Linked DNA regions of Sus scrofa: region 1 is linked to region 2. The links are chromatin contacts, called in public Hi-C maps. All regions are on one chromosome and are shown on one strand. The core of a region is the stretch at or near the end of the contact, and the rest is flanking DNA. Distances in the headings are between cores, read along the strand shown. Region 1 overlaps LOC102163402 (a long non-coding RNA gene). Region 2 overlaps GNGT1 (guanine nucleotide-binding protein G(T) subunit gamma-T1).

The links. Hi-C and Micro-C count contacts between places; a contact is called where the count stands out from the background.
Region 1: a Hi-C map of omental adipose tissue shows a contact between it and region 2, with 1.8 times the contacts expected there. The contact joins two enhancer-like sites. A contact is called at or near these places in 20 of 47 Hi-C or Micro-C datasets (adipose tissue, alveolar macrophages, brain and 14 more) and 1 of 2 datasets of contacts at active chromatin or transcription factors (skeletal muscle).

What each region holds. Positions count from the first base shown.
Region 1 is chr9:73,873,257-73,876,595 of Sscrofa11.1, reverse strand. All of the region lies in intron 3 of LOC102163402 (a long non-coding RNA gene), which reads right to left. Among named protein-coding and RNA genes, the nearest start is that of BET1, 82 kb to the right of the region's middle. Within about 2 kb of position 1,990, at least 16 of the 83 cell types and tissues checked have an H3K27ac peak or open chromatin away from gene starts, as enhancers often do. A contact at or near this core is called in adipose tissue and omental adipose tissue, where this site is marked.
Region 2 is chr9:73,446,118-73,449,576 of Sscrofa11.1, reverse strand. The region is part of intron 1 of GNGT1 (guanine nucleotide-binding protein G(T) subunit gamma-T1); the gene reads right to left. Among named protein-coding and RNA genes, the nearest start is that of GNGT1, 44 kb to the right of the region's middle. Within about 2 kb of position 1,381, at least 4 of the 83 cell types and tissues checked have an H3K27ac peak or open chromatin away from gene starts, as enhancers often do. A contact at or near this core is called in adipose tissue and omental adipose tissue, where this site is marked.

The DNA.
Region 1 (3,339 bases), core at 741-3,240, 430 kb before region 2:
GCAACACCAGATCCTTAACCCACTGAGCAAGGCCAGAGATCAAACCCGCATCCTCATGGTTCCTAGTTGGATTTGTTTCCACTGCGCCACTAGAGGAACTCCTATCTTGTCTTCTTATTAACAAGCCCTTTTACTTTAGACGGATCACAGATTCATCAAGCCTGAAATTTCTCATCTATAAATTGAATTAAAATATCTGCCTTTTCAGTTTTTAATAGAAATCAAATGCCTTCATGAATGATATTATGATCTGATTGGTAGATGTGATATCAACTGTGATGTCATTTAAAAAATTCATACTCCTCTCTGTTGACTCTCAATTACTCTAATCTGTGAGTTTCCTGGATTTCAGCTCTTCCCTTCTAAACTAACTATTTACACATAGCAGAAAATGCAGAAATAAAAGAAAAAGAAGCTGTTTGTTTTTAACTGGCACTGAAAGTGATAGAGAAAAAGAATGGAATATGCCTTAAAAGTTTATGTTGTAGTATAGTTTTTAGATTGTCAAAGTATTGCCATTGTGTATGCTAACTTGAATCTCTAAAAATTGGTTTTACTAAAAACAACTGCAATCACTTATTGTCTATATAACAGACTGGGCACCATATATATATACTTATATATATATATATATATACACACACACACACACACATATTTGAATTATATATATATATAATAATCATCTTATTGAATCCTCACCTTAAATCCATTAAGAAAGTTTCATTAAAACATTCTGCAGATAAGAAAACATGTTCAGTGAGGTTACAGGACTTGTGTTAAGGTTATGTAAGATGCATTTGAATTAGGTTTGGTACCTGGGACCTTTTGCCTTCACAACTCCTGCTTTCCCACACTTACTACTCTCTCCTATTGGTGATGCCCATAGAGCACAGGTTTCATCCATGCCTCTAAACAACTCTGCTGTGGCACTGATACTGACCACTGGCAGCAGCCAGCTCCTTTATTAAGCAAACATCAATGCCAAAGAGTTTGTCTCTTACACATGACAAAGTCTACATTATAAAGAGAACAAATGGCATCTACTTAGTTATTCATCTCATCTCACTATTTTGCCCCCCACAAAATGTCCAGGAGGAAACTACTTTTGCGGTGAAATTACAGCTTCAAAGCATTTAAGATTTGCAGCACTGGAAGGACATGTATAAAAGACCTCTTGTGATTTGATCTTTTTTACAGAACTTTCAGTCCTCCAGGACCTCTCAACCTTTCATTTTAGAACAGATCCCAGTCTCCAACCTTTAGATCCCAGATCTTGGTCCAGGATTACAACAGCCATTGGTCTAAAACATACTTGCACTAAGAAAAGAAACATAACCTTTGTCACTGAGAAGGAGTACAGTTGAGAAGGCAGAGGAATGAAGGTGATGGGGGAGCTGAGGCAGAGGCTGAAATCTTAGGAAGGCTTAGAAAAGAGAGCAAAGTGTTAGGACAAGTTAGAGTAGGTAGACCAAGGCATCACAGTGCTTGGATTTAGGTAAGAAGACAAAGATGAGACATTTTCAGTCATCCTAAGAGAAGGAGGGCATTGGTTCCTGGGTTCTGCAGGTGGTAAACAAAGAGGAGACATAATCAGCTTCTTGCCTCTGGGTTTCTGGCATAGCCAGCATCCACAGAGCCCTGCACTTATCCATTTTAGGTAAAAGGGTTTGATAACAAGCGTGGTGGCTGTCCTGAGAGTGATTTAAGCCTTCAGAGAGATGTGAGCTTGCTGGGAGAGGTGACGGAGTTGAGGGCAGGCAGGGGGCAGCTGAGTGGTGGAGCCTGAGTGGAGGAGATGGGAGAAATTACTGCATAGAGAACATTCTCAATAAGTAGCCGGGTCACAACTTGTCTATGAACAAACTTAAGAAACTTGGTGTAGCTAACTTTGTGTCTCTTTCCTCCTCCACTCTGCTCTTGCTTCTCTGGAGCCTTTTGTCTGTCTGTAAAAGAAAGGCACAGCAACGGATGATCTCTGAGGTCCTTGCCAGCTCTGACAGCCTATGACTAATCCTTACGTGTGAATGCAGAGTGCTTCACAGTGGATGTAATAGCACGTCGCCTTTGGGGAGAAAACTAAGCTGAGTGTAGAATTATGAATTTGACCTTTGAAATTTAGACTGTTTTGATTGTATTTTTACTGTTTTCCTAAGGGGGCCGTTCACGTTGCTTTCGTATTTGTAAACTAAACATAGTTCTTAAAGGGAAGTGGCTAAAATGACGATTATCCATCATTCAACACTGGGGTCTGTCTCAAGGGCTGGTTAGAGGGCATGTGGCTATTTGACGTGAAGGAAATGGAGCCAGAGAGGAAGTTTATTATGCCAAATACAGGGCCCACTAGAAATCCTTGGAAACCCAGCCTCTTGAGCTCAATAGGATTTTGAACCACTTGCTGTTGAAATAATTCACTCTTGCCTAAAGGTATAAAAAATATCTTTGCAATTTTCCTCTTGAAATATCACCAGCTGTCCCAGACATTTTAAAAAATAGCAGTATTTGGATGTATTGTATTTTAAAAAGAGTCAGCAAGACGCAGCTTACTTTTGCCTTAAGGCTCTGTGACTTTACATTTGCAGTCAATCTGAAAAATAGTTTGAGATATCTGTTAAACTTTGAACATGGTAAGACTTACCCATCTCTCTTTTTTTGAGACTGCAAAATAATAATCTATATTTTGATAAAGAACTAATAAATTGACCCCTAGGAAAGAGGCAAACCATAGCCCTATTTCTCTTCTGACAAGAGAGCTAGCTCTTTTTTGGACACATAAATTGAGCCCAGCAACAGCTCCAAAATCTATCTTTTGGGTAAACTTCAGAGGATTCTTAGTTCAAAGTGGCCTAGAGGAAACCCTTGAGAACTAACCAAATTATATGGGATCTACTTAGAAAATGGTTATTTCCATAGTTGGCTTATTGTGTGACATTTGCATCAAGAATTCTGTGGATTACAGATATGGACAACTGTTTTATTTATTACATCAGCTTCTGTTGCCAGTGGTGCCCCAAAGTATCTGAGGTAGATTTATCCCCAATAAGTTGTACTATAATGGAAGTAGATCTATTTTTTAAAAATAAATTTGTGAAATTATATTAAGACCACTTTGAAGGGTCATTGATATATTCTATTGTCTTGAGTTCCTGGGAAACAGATTTTGGGACAGATACTTGTGAGCAGGAAGTTTCCTGGTGGGGCATGCTCTCAGGAATAAGATCTTTGATGGATAAAGGAAGTAAGATTAAGCAGAGGGAGAAGGTAAACTGTGACAGAGTCATAACAAAGGTCTTGGCTCTGGAGCTGGGATAGCCTTTCAGATTTGTTCTGACTGGAGGG
Region 2 (3,459 bases), core at 132-2,631:
CAAAAAATTTAATTTGATTAAAAAGCAAGTTGTTAGAGCAAACACTAAGTATGAGACCATATTTATATGAAATAGGCATCATAACAACATATGAAGTAAAAATTTATGTGGGAAGATAAACACTAAATTCTGGAGAAAGACTGGAGAAGAATAAATAGGAATGAGATCAGGATGATACACGCAGGGATTTCCAGCAGTGATTTTTTTAAAAATAAATATATATATGACAAAATGTTATGGCTGAAGGATGAATGATGATAGACAGATGGATCAAAATTTTCATAATGTAAAAAAATCTTGAAATATGAAAAAGTATTTTCTAAACTTCTAATAATTTTTAAATGGAACTAAATGGAATTAAATTACCTGGTGCATATTAGTTAATAAAGTCTCACTTTATTGTACTAATTGAGGATAATCTATTATTACTAAACTGTCAAAGTTCTATTGGGGGTCATTTGTTTGATCATAATTTCATGAGGAAAAGAACTCTAACACTAGACCTATACCTAACAATTAATCAAACCAAGGTACAGTTGAACCAGTCATTTTAGCTCTCTGCAAGATCAATACTGATCACTTCAATACTGATTGGAATACAAGGTCAGATATAGATTGCGAAGCTGGAGAAAATGATTGGTTCACCTGGTTCTATAACCAGTGTAGAAGTGGCCCAAGGAAAGTGAAACCACAAAATCCTTCCAAAGTGGCAGATGAATTAAATTAATTTAGAATCCCACCCTTCAACTTTTCTTTGATTATTAATCCTCACTTTACTTCCTGGAAATTGTTTTTAATTCTGCCATTTTGGCTCAGAAATGACAACATCATTTCTGAAGGTTTCCTGTACCTATTTTCCAAAGAGCAGTTCTGACCTACTTAGGCAATACAATAAAGGGAATTTAGCTTCCCCATGCTGAATTGAGAATCAGAACTTAGGAGTTCCCCAGTGGTCTAGCAGGTTAAGGATCTCACATTTTCACTGCTGTGGCTTGGGTCACAGCGGTGGCATAGGTTCGATCCCCAGGCCAGGAACTTCCACATGTATGGGAATAGCACCTGCCCCCCCCCAAAAAAATTCAGAATTTAAATCCAGAGAAGGCAGATCTGATAGACTGTTGCGTGAGAAAGAACAAGAATGTAATATGCTGAAATTTTATAACAAACTATATTATTATCTAATATACATCTTCCTGAAATTTGAAATCTTTATAATAAATGGATGCCTTTAATACCCTGTGGCATATGAAAATGTTGATTCATTCTATATGATTATAATTCATTACTAGAATTGGAATGCTTCGACAGTATGCCTGTGAAATATAAATAAAGGCAGTGTATGCTTTCATGGACATTTAAAATGCAGTAGGTAAAAATATTACTCAGCCTTCTCTTATTATCTCTTTAAGCCAGCCCCCATATTGACACATGGAATTGTGGAAGCAATCATCTGTGGTCAGCTAAGGAGATTGAAAACACAATTTGAGTTCCCAAAGCAGAAGAATTCTAAATATCCAATATCTAATATTCTGCTAACAAGTAATGCCATCCAATTCATATCGTAGAGGTATATACATACATAATATCTGATATTCTGTAAAGTGTAGCAAGCAGTCTTTACCATAAGGAAGAGCAAAATTATTTTTGAAAACTTTTTTTCCTCCAAGTTGGAGAAAAGAAGTACAATATCCTTACGGAACTCTCGGCATCTAAGCCTCGTCGCAGCGACATGGGAGAGGCAATCTGAGCATGCCTGCAAAGGAAAGGCTGTAGATCCCATTATTCATGGATACCACCTGCTGGTAGACACGCGGCGTTGCTACACAGAGAGGGGCACAGAGGGGAAATACACAAAGAAATGGAAAGACCAGAGTATACTATACTGAATAGAGAAATAGTGATGCTTAGAAAAGAGTGATGAAATTAAGTAGGCTTTTAGAGCAAACTGGTGACAACATCTCATTTCTTCAAGGACTTTTCTAACAAGTTTCTGCGTTTTGACTTGAAACGTCTATAGGAGTTGACAGGTAGTCTGTGGCTCCACTTTATAATTACTAATGATTTTATATAAATCCAAGATTTATAGCTATTAATTCTTATATCTAGAGCAATGATTCTCAAAGGAGACAATTTTGCCACTCGTCATTGGGAAATCTGTCAATGTCTGGAGGGAATTTTAGTTGTCACAATGGGGGAGGTGCTACTGACATCTAGTGGGTAGAGGCCAGGGGTGCTGCTCTACATCCTGCAATGCACAGGTGAGCCTTTACATCCAGCCCCAAATAAAATAGTGCCCACAAAAATAAATTACTACATACTTCCAACATCAAAAAAAATTAGTGAGAAATCCTGAATTGGAGGAAACAATTCAAAGATAAAAATGTACAAAACTAATGTTAAACCACAACACTTATACCTTCTGGCTTTTATTTTATTTAGTAAACATTTATGCAATGCTTATTATGCACCCAGTGCTCTTAAAGAGCTTTAAAAACATTAACATATTTTATTCTCACAGAAATCATAAGAGGTATATATTAATAATAATCCATTTTAAAAAGGGAATCTGAAACACAAGGAGGTTAAATAGCTTGTCCAAGTTGTCACAACTAGCATAATTTGAAACCAGGGAGCCTAAATTGTGAAACTTTGCTGATCACCTTTCAGCAGACATACTCTTTTAATTGAAGGAGATATCCAAGAGTAGGATTGCCATGTCAGTGATTCTGCTGCCCAGCCCAAGAGAGTCTGCCAGAACCTGATGAAGTCCATGTATTGACAGTCACTGCACTCTTTGATGTCCCTGTTTCGAGGCAGTAGGTTGGTATAGCAAGAAAAGAAAAACTTTGGATTTTAAAATTCAAAATATATGAGTTCAAACTCTACTTCTATTCCTAAACTCTATGGCCTTCACCAACTTTCTAAGCCTCAGGTTGCTTCTTGTAAAATAGAATTATTAATACTTGTAGGCTGGTCGCAAGGAGTAGAGATATGTGGTATGCATAGGACATAGAACACATTGAAAGTCATCACGGTCAATGAAAGTGTTTTTATTTTTCTATTTAATAGTCTGGAATTTCTTACTATAAATATCCAACTTCCACATTCTCTCTTCCTCATACTTCTCTACTTCCCTGACCATTCAAATCTGACTATCTAGTCCTAGAAAGAGTCTCACCTCCCAGTCTTCCCCACTAAATGAAGTTAATTCTCCCATTTCCCTGACTGTGTAATAAATGGAGTCACTAAGAAAATGCATATAGAAATACCTTTTTGTGGTTGTGGTATGAGTGTCTTGAAAAATTATTTCTTTCTTCGCCTTGTTGCTATGTTGAATATGTATGTATGTACCTAATTCAGATACAAATCCATGTCTCTTATATTACTCCTTTATCTGAATCAAAACAACTCCCAGGTTTCAGATGGAAAATAACACTATAAATGGTTCAACCTGTGTGT